Linked DNA regions of Mus musculus: region 1 is linked to region 2. The links are chromatin contacts, called in public Hi-C maps. All regions are on one chromosome and are shown on one strand. The core of a region is the stretch at or near the end of the contact, and the rest is flanking DNA. Distances in the headings are between cores, read along the strand shown. Region 1 overlaps Rad51b (RAD51 paralog B). Region 2 overlaps Rad51b (RAD51 paralog B).

Region 1 (3,062 bases), core at 254-2,753, 110 kb after region 2:
TGTCTGAGATGCGGGACACATTACACAGGTTGGTGGTCTTGATTGCTCTCCTGACTCTGGTCATTTTTGGAAAACCCGTAGTTCTATCCCATTTCTGGATAAACAGTGGCTGTGAGGAAGACGGAAATTGCTTTGCTTAAGAATTCATATTTTGCAGATGTATCCTGACTGCCTACTACCCACTGAAACCAGTTCCCCCAGTTAAAAAGACTCTGCTGGTATCAGCTTCTCTCCCTTGTCAGTTTCCTCTCTGCCATGAGGTCGCTTTCTAAAACTACTTGACTAACCCTCAAAGATCTGGATGCCTCTAGGGAAGTAGAGAATGTTGAAGCAAGATTACCTCATTGTCTAAAAGTACCTTCAGCCCTTAGACCTATGCACTTGGACACACACAAACACACACACACACACACACACACACACACACACACACACACACACACACACACGGAGGCTGGTTATCTACACATTGTTGGGACCGTACAATATACCATCTAGTGTTCACTGTGAATGTGGTACATAGAAGAGCTTTCCTCTCTTCTATGCCCCTAATTTGTTGTGAGCCTTGTGTTGGGGTGTTGGGGGACATCTATTCCTCCCATGTATGCACAACCCTCCAAAAGGGAAGTCTGGCAGCTTCTCCTAACCTTGGTTCAAGGAGACCATGTTACATATGTCAAACAAAGGTAGGCCACTCTGAGGGAGCACTCGAAAGGCTCTGGCAAGGCCACTGGGAGGCCTTCATGGACCGGAGCTCCTCACAGATCCACATCTACTCCTCTCCCCTGCTCAGTGCCTTTAGGGGCACAGACTTGTGTGCCGCCCACATTCCATTCTCTCCATACAAGAGTGTATACTGATTCCTATCAGTCATTCTGCTTCCCAGAGGGGCAATTGAGATGGGTGGGAGGAAAGCATAACAATAAATCCTCACATTCATGCTAGGTGATAATTAAAAGCATTCTCCACCGCTGTTTGCTTGCTCTTAGATGCCAGAAGGAAGGCAGCTGGGCCAGCAGAGAGGCCTGAACTCAGGCCTCAACAATGGCTGCAGCAAGGTGGGCTACAGTGGCTAAGTCTCTCCCTCTCCCTCTCCCTCTCCCTCTCCCTCTCCCTCTCCCTCTCCCTCTCCTTCTTCCTCTCCCTCTCCCTTTCTCCCTCTCCCTCTCCCTCTCCCTTTCTCCCTCATTCCCTCCCTCATTCCCTCCCTCCATCTTTCCCTCCCTCATTCCCTCCCTCCATCTCTTCATTTATCAGCTATACGTACAACCCCAGAGTTAGAGACACCTGAGGATGTCTGTCTCCTGTCCCTTTTACTTATCCTGACTCCCTGAGTGTTCCTTAGTCAGTGACAGCAAGAGCTGGACCTCTTGGATGCTGAACCACTTTAGTGCCTTGAAGAACTTCAGGCCAAGGAGCATAACAGAGGAAGGCGCCTTAATGAGAGTCCCTAAATGACGGACCTGGCCCATTCTAGCCCTGACCTGTTTTATGCCACAAACTGTCAGCTGTCCCTCCTCCACCCTCTCTGGATGTTTTGGGTGGCGCCTCTGACAGCAGCTCCAGACAGATGAGTTATGGCCACTCTGAAAAAGCACTCACATCTCTCTTCCCCTTGGGAGCTAGGACGAGGATAAAGTCAGCAGACAACATTTTTAAACACTGGGCCAAAGGGCATTCTGCAGAGCTGTGTCTCCAAGATGAAAAGGATACAGAGCCTGTGTCACAAGACACTGAAGATTTCCCAATGCAAACGCACCTGGGCCATTGCAAACAGAAATGCAAACTCCTGCTACGTGTTTGTGCTAGGGGGCTGGGGGTGAAGGCGGGGGGACGACAGTGCCAGTAGAAGTTCTGGTGTCTTAGATTTGGGGTTTGAATCCTGGAACTCCATATTCAACACCTTAAAGGGTTAATCAGGTGATTCTGATGTGAGAAACATTTGACCCAACCCCATGTCCTGCTATTGTGAGTGGCCCAGTCCATCTCTCACAATTAACTTACATTTTTACACAGGACATTCTAAGAAAACTACAGTGAGCTTGTGTGTCATCTCCTAGCTGTTGACATTCTGCCTCACCTGCTTCTGGCTTACTGTCATTATCCACCTAGTTTGTGATATCATGACGTTGTTACTGTCTTTGTGGCACCATTTAACAGCACGTTGTAGATGTCATAGTCTTCCATCCCCTGAGACTTTCATTTGTCTCCCAAGAACAACAATTTCTCTTATACAGCCAGCCATACTACATTTATTCTTTCACCCAGGAAATTAATATTGATACAACACTGTAATGTAATATAAGGGCAATATTTAAGCTTTGCCAGGTGTCCCAGTAATGTTGCTGTGGCAGGCCTTCTAGAGTTCAGTCCAGGATTAGACACTGTGTTTAGCTGAAGTGTCGCTGAAGATCTTTTGGTCACTGGTTTCACAGAAACATTTTTCTTCAAGAACATACTTCCTGATAAATCCTCTCTCTCTCTCTCTCTCTCTCTCTCTTTTGCCTCTTGGCCTTGCCTCTTGCAGAGCCAGTGAGCTGATGCAGGTATGAAGTAGGAACTGCTCACGTAGGTCTAAACTAAACGTAGTAGGTTTCAACTAAACGTGAAGGGACTGGCTACCAGACCTGGGATTTCCATTTCTTTGTGAGCTGAGTTCCCAAAGTCAAAGCATAGCTGTCAGAGAGTCCCCTTGCTTTTCAGCTGAGTGGGTTATCACATGGCTCTCTCATTATCCAAACTAAGGCCTGAAACATGTACAGCTTCTATATATTTCCTGCGTCTTAAGTCTTCCTAGGAAGAGTAACTGATAAAGGATATGCCTTTTTTTTTTTTAACCTTTTCCAGCTCTCTTCAAAGGCAGTTGTCTGGATGTCCATGTCTGAGGAATTTCTCTCACCCCAGCAGTCAGGGTTCCAACCAACCTGATGTCAGACTAGACAGCTGTGTTCCTTCTCCATTAGCCCGTGTTTCCCGAAACAAACATCAGATGGCCAAAACCTAAGATGATGACCATGCATAATACAGATTTACTGAGACTGCAACTCTGGCATCCTCCGGCC
Region 2 (2,941 bases), core at 282-2,781:
TGAATTTAGGTTGTCGGGCTTGTACAGCCAGCACTTTACCCACTGAGCCATCTTCCCAGATTTCTTTATCTGATTTTGCACTGAACAACATGGAACTTGATTACTCTGATATTAGCATGCCTTGGTCTGATGAACTGAATCAGTAAATCATGAGGCCATGCATTTTCATGCAAAGAACTTTTCCTTGGAAGAACCAGGGAGCCATATAGGACTGATTTGAGTCTGACTCACGGTGCTGTTTAATCTGAGAAAAGCAGGATAATAATGTTGACTTGCCTGGGTTGAGAGGATGAAATAAGTTAAATAAATGTCAGACAGGCACTCAGTATGGAGTCTGTAGATAGGAAGAACTGAATCAAAGCTGGGTTCCATTCTCCCTTTCTGCATTTGGAATAGGAACCCAGAAGGGGACCTAGGGACCCAGAATGACATCAAATCCCTTGAAGTTTACACTGTAAGCAAGGATTTACAAAGATTAAAAAGACAAATCTTTATGATGAGTACCATCATAAATGGCTTGGCTCAACTGACTTCCCCTCTTTGGACTCCTTTGAGACCAAGAAATATTTCTGTTAAGTCTTGTTAAAAGAAAAATAACACATGTAGAGTAAGTCTTGCAGTGAGTTCCTTAATACTGATGCTGAAGTAGGTATATTAAAAACTGAGAAATTAGTTGAAGATAAATATTTGGGAAGTTATTCATGAAAGAGTTGAGAGTTCACCTGGATGCTGAAATACAAAATCTTAAGAAAGAGTGAAGGGAGGGGGATTTCAGACTGGGCCATTTGGGATGGGAAGAGTGAGAACCAGAGGAAGTGAACCATGAGACATAAACAGGTTCTAGAATGGCTGTCATAGCAAAGGTAATGTTCATTAAACACCTATCAGGTATCAGGCTTTTTAAGAGCATCTCACATGCTGTCCTTTGTCTTCACAATAGGGATAATTGCTAACCCAATTATGTAGCTCAGGAAAATAAGGCATAGAGAGAGCAAATGATCTACCTAAGTGTAGACCTGGTGTTTCACTACTGTTAAGAGAAGGGAGCCAGCCGGGCACTTGGGAAGCAGAGGCAGGCGGATTTCTGAGTTCGAGGCCAGCCTGGTCTACAAAGTGAGTTCCAGGACAGCAAGGGCTACACAGAGAAACCCTGTCTCGAAAAACCAAAGAAAGAGGGAGAGAGGGAGAGAGGGAGAGAGAGAGAGAGAGAGAGAGAGAGAGAGAGAGAGAGAGAGAGAGGCCAGGATGTTTGAGTCTGGAGCCTGCCTACCCCTCTAACCCATGATGGCTAGTTGACTTAGTTCTCAGTTTCCCTCATACACTAAGGATCAGTTAAGACCAGTCTGTGAATGAAAGTATAAAAGTGCCATTACTCATGTTAATGATGTCAGATGAGTGGTGCCAGAAAGCCAACTGAAAACGAGGGAGGGAAAGATGTAAGATATCGGCTTCAATATGTAGTTCTATTGGTAAGATGAGCCGGTGGACGTTGCACAGACCTAGTCATCACCTCCAGCAACTCTGAGGCCTGCCAGAGCCTCACATTTCCTCTCAGACTCTGCTCCAGATGGCTGTTTCCAGGTCACCAGAGTGAATGGCAGAGAGAAGAAACTGGTTTGTCATCTGGCATTGGGCCTTGTTCCTTAGGTGAGATGGGTCCTTGCCAGCCTGTAGCCTCTGACTGGGGGTTTGCTCACTAGTGGTCATGTTGGAGAGTGCCATACCAAGGGCTACTAGGTAAGTATTTGGCCACTTACTATATTTGTTCTTGACCTATTCTTCTTCTGTCTCTTCTTTGTTGACTCTGTCTGATTGTGTCTAATTTTCACTGTTTGTGTCTGTATCAATGTCTTCTAAATATGGATGTAGAAGCATGGAATCACTCTGCCTCAAAAATAAAATTGTCCATCTTTGAGGACATGAAATCACTTTTGTACATGAGTATCTGATAAAGCCGCTGACTTGGGGATTTCTAGGTAGACCAGTTAACCAACCTTTGAACAATGGCCGACAGAGTTTCATGCTACAGATTCACTCTGGAGATGGAGATAATTGGACCTGCCCCGTCAGTGAGCCCATGCTGGTTAGGATGCCACACCACTTAATTGGGAACATAGAGATAAGGCAGGGATATTAGCACTGCTCTGCGCCCCACAGGACGTATCTGAGGTTCCTCTGAGCTTAGCCCCTGTCTACAATAAGCATACATTAGGCTGGAGGATCAAAGTTGGTGTTGATGAAGTTGGACTCCCCCCAAGAGTTATATCTTCAGTCTCTTTGGGGAGCAAATGACTCAATAGAACGATTTTTCTTGGCCCCAAATGAGTGTAAGGAGGGGGAGTGAGTGAGTAGCAGCCGTCTATGATGGTACTTATCACAAAGCCGTGTCTTTCTAACCCTCCTTGCAAACCGAAGGGAGGGGAATCCCCAGCACCAAGGCATACACGTGAATAGAAAGCACCACAAGTAACAAAAACACCGAAAAAGGTCATCAGAAACTCGGGGCGGGAGGGGGCTGGAAATTCACCTCCCTGCCTGTCTGAAGAGCTCAGTAGGCAGGGATGAGGAAGTGGGCAAAGACAGCCGAACAAACTTCATGCACAGTGACTGCCACAGAAAATGCACAGAACAGCTGGTAGGAAAGTTTCTTTCACATCCGTGTGAACCCCAGAGCCATCTGAAAATGGGCCACCTTCTTTTCCATACCTAGGTAGCCAGCCTTTCTTGGCCCCGTGCTAACTGCAAAATTTGATATAGTTGGTAAATAGACCACTGGAAGCCACAGTGGTTACCCTGTCACAAGTAACCAAGAGACTGTGTCATTTCCTGCAGTGGGCCCAACACTGCCAGGTTGGGCTAGAGGTGAAAACTGCACACTGGCCTGCTACCACAACTGGTGCCACCACCCTCCCAACCCACCCCAGTCTCAGACCCAACAGGT

What was found. Hi-C and Micro-C count contacts between places; a contact is called where the count stands out from the background.
Region 1: a Hi-C map of the N1E-115 cell line shows a contact between it and region 2, with 5 times the contacts expected there. The contact joins two enhancer-like sites. A contact is called at or near these places in 11 of 484 Hi-C or Micro-C datasets (the MNK3 cell line, the N1E-115 cell line, bone marrow-derived dendritic cells and 6 more), 9 of 115 datasets of contacts at active chromatin or transcription factors (the 230-238 cell line, Th17 cells, bone marrow-derived dendritic cells and 5 more) and 1 of 9 other capture datasets (embryonic stem cells).

What each region holds. Positions count from the first base shown.
Region 1 is chr12:79,754,983-79,758,044 of GRCm38.p6, forward strand. The region is part of intron 8 of Rad51b (RAD51 paralog B); the gene reads left to right. Among named protein-coding and RNA genes, the nearest start is that of Gm36048, 42 kb to the right of the region's middle. Within about 2 kb of position 1,504, at least 26 of the 459 cell types and tissues checked have an H3K27ac peak or open chromatin away from gene starts, as enhancers often do. A contact at or near this core is called in the N1E-115 cell line, bone marrow-derived macrophages and microglia, where this site is marked.
Region 2 is chr12:79,644,285-79,647,225 of GRCm38.p6, forward strand. All of the region lies in intron 7 of Rad51b (RAD51 paralog B), which reads left to right. Among named protein-coding and RNA genes, the nearest start is that of Gm36048, 150 kb to the right of the region's middle. Within about 2 kb of position 1,532, at least 114 of the 459 cell types and tissues checked have an H3K27ac peak or open chromatin away from gene starts, as enhancers often do. A contact at or near this core is called in the N1E-115 cell line, bone marrow-derived macrophages and microglia, where this site is marked.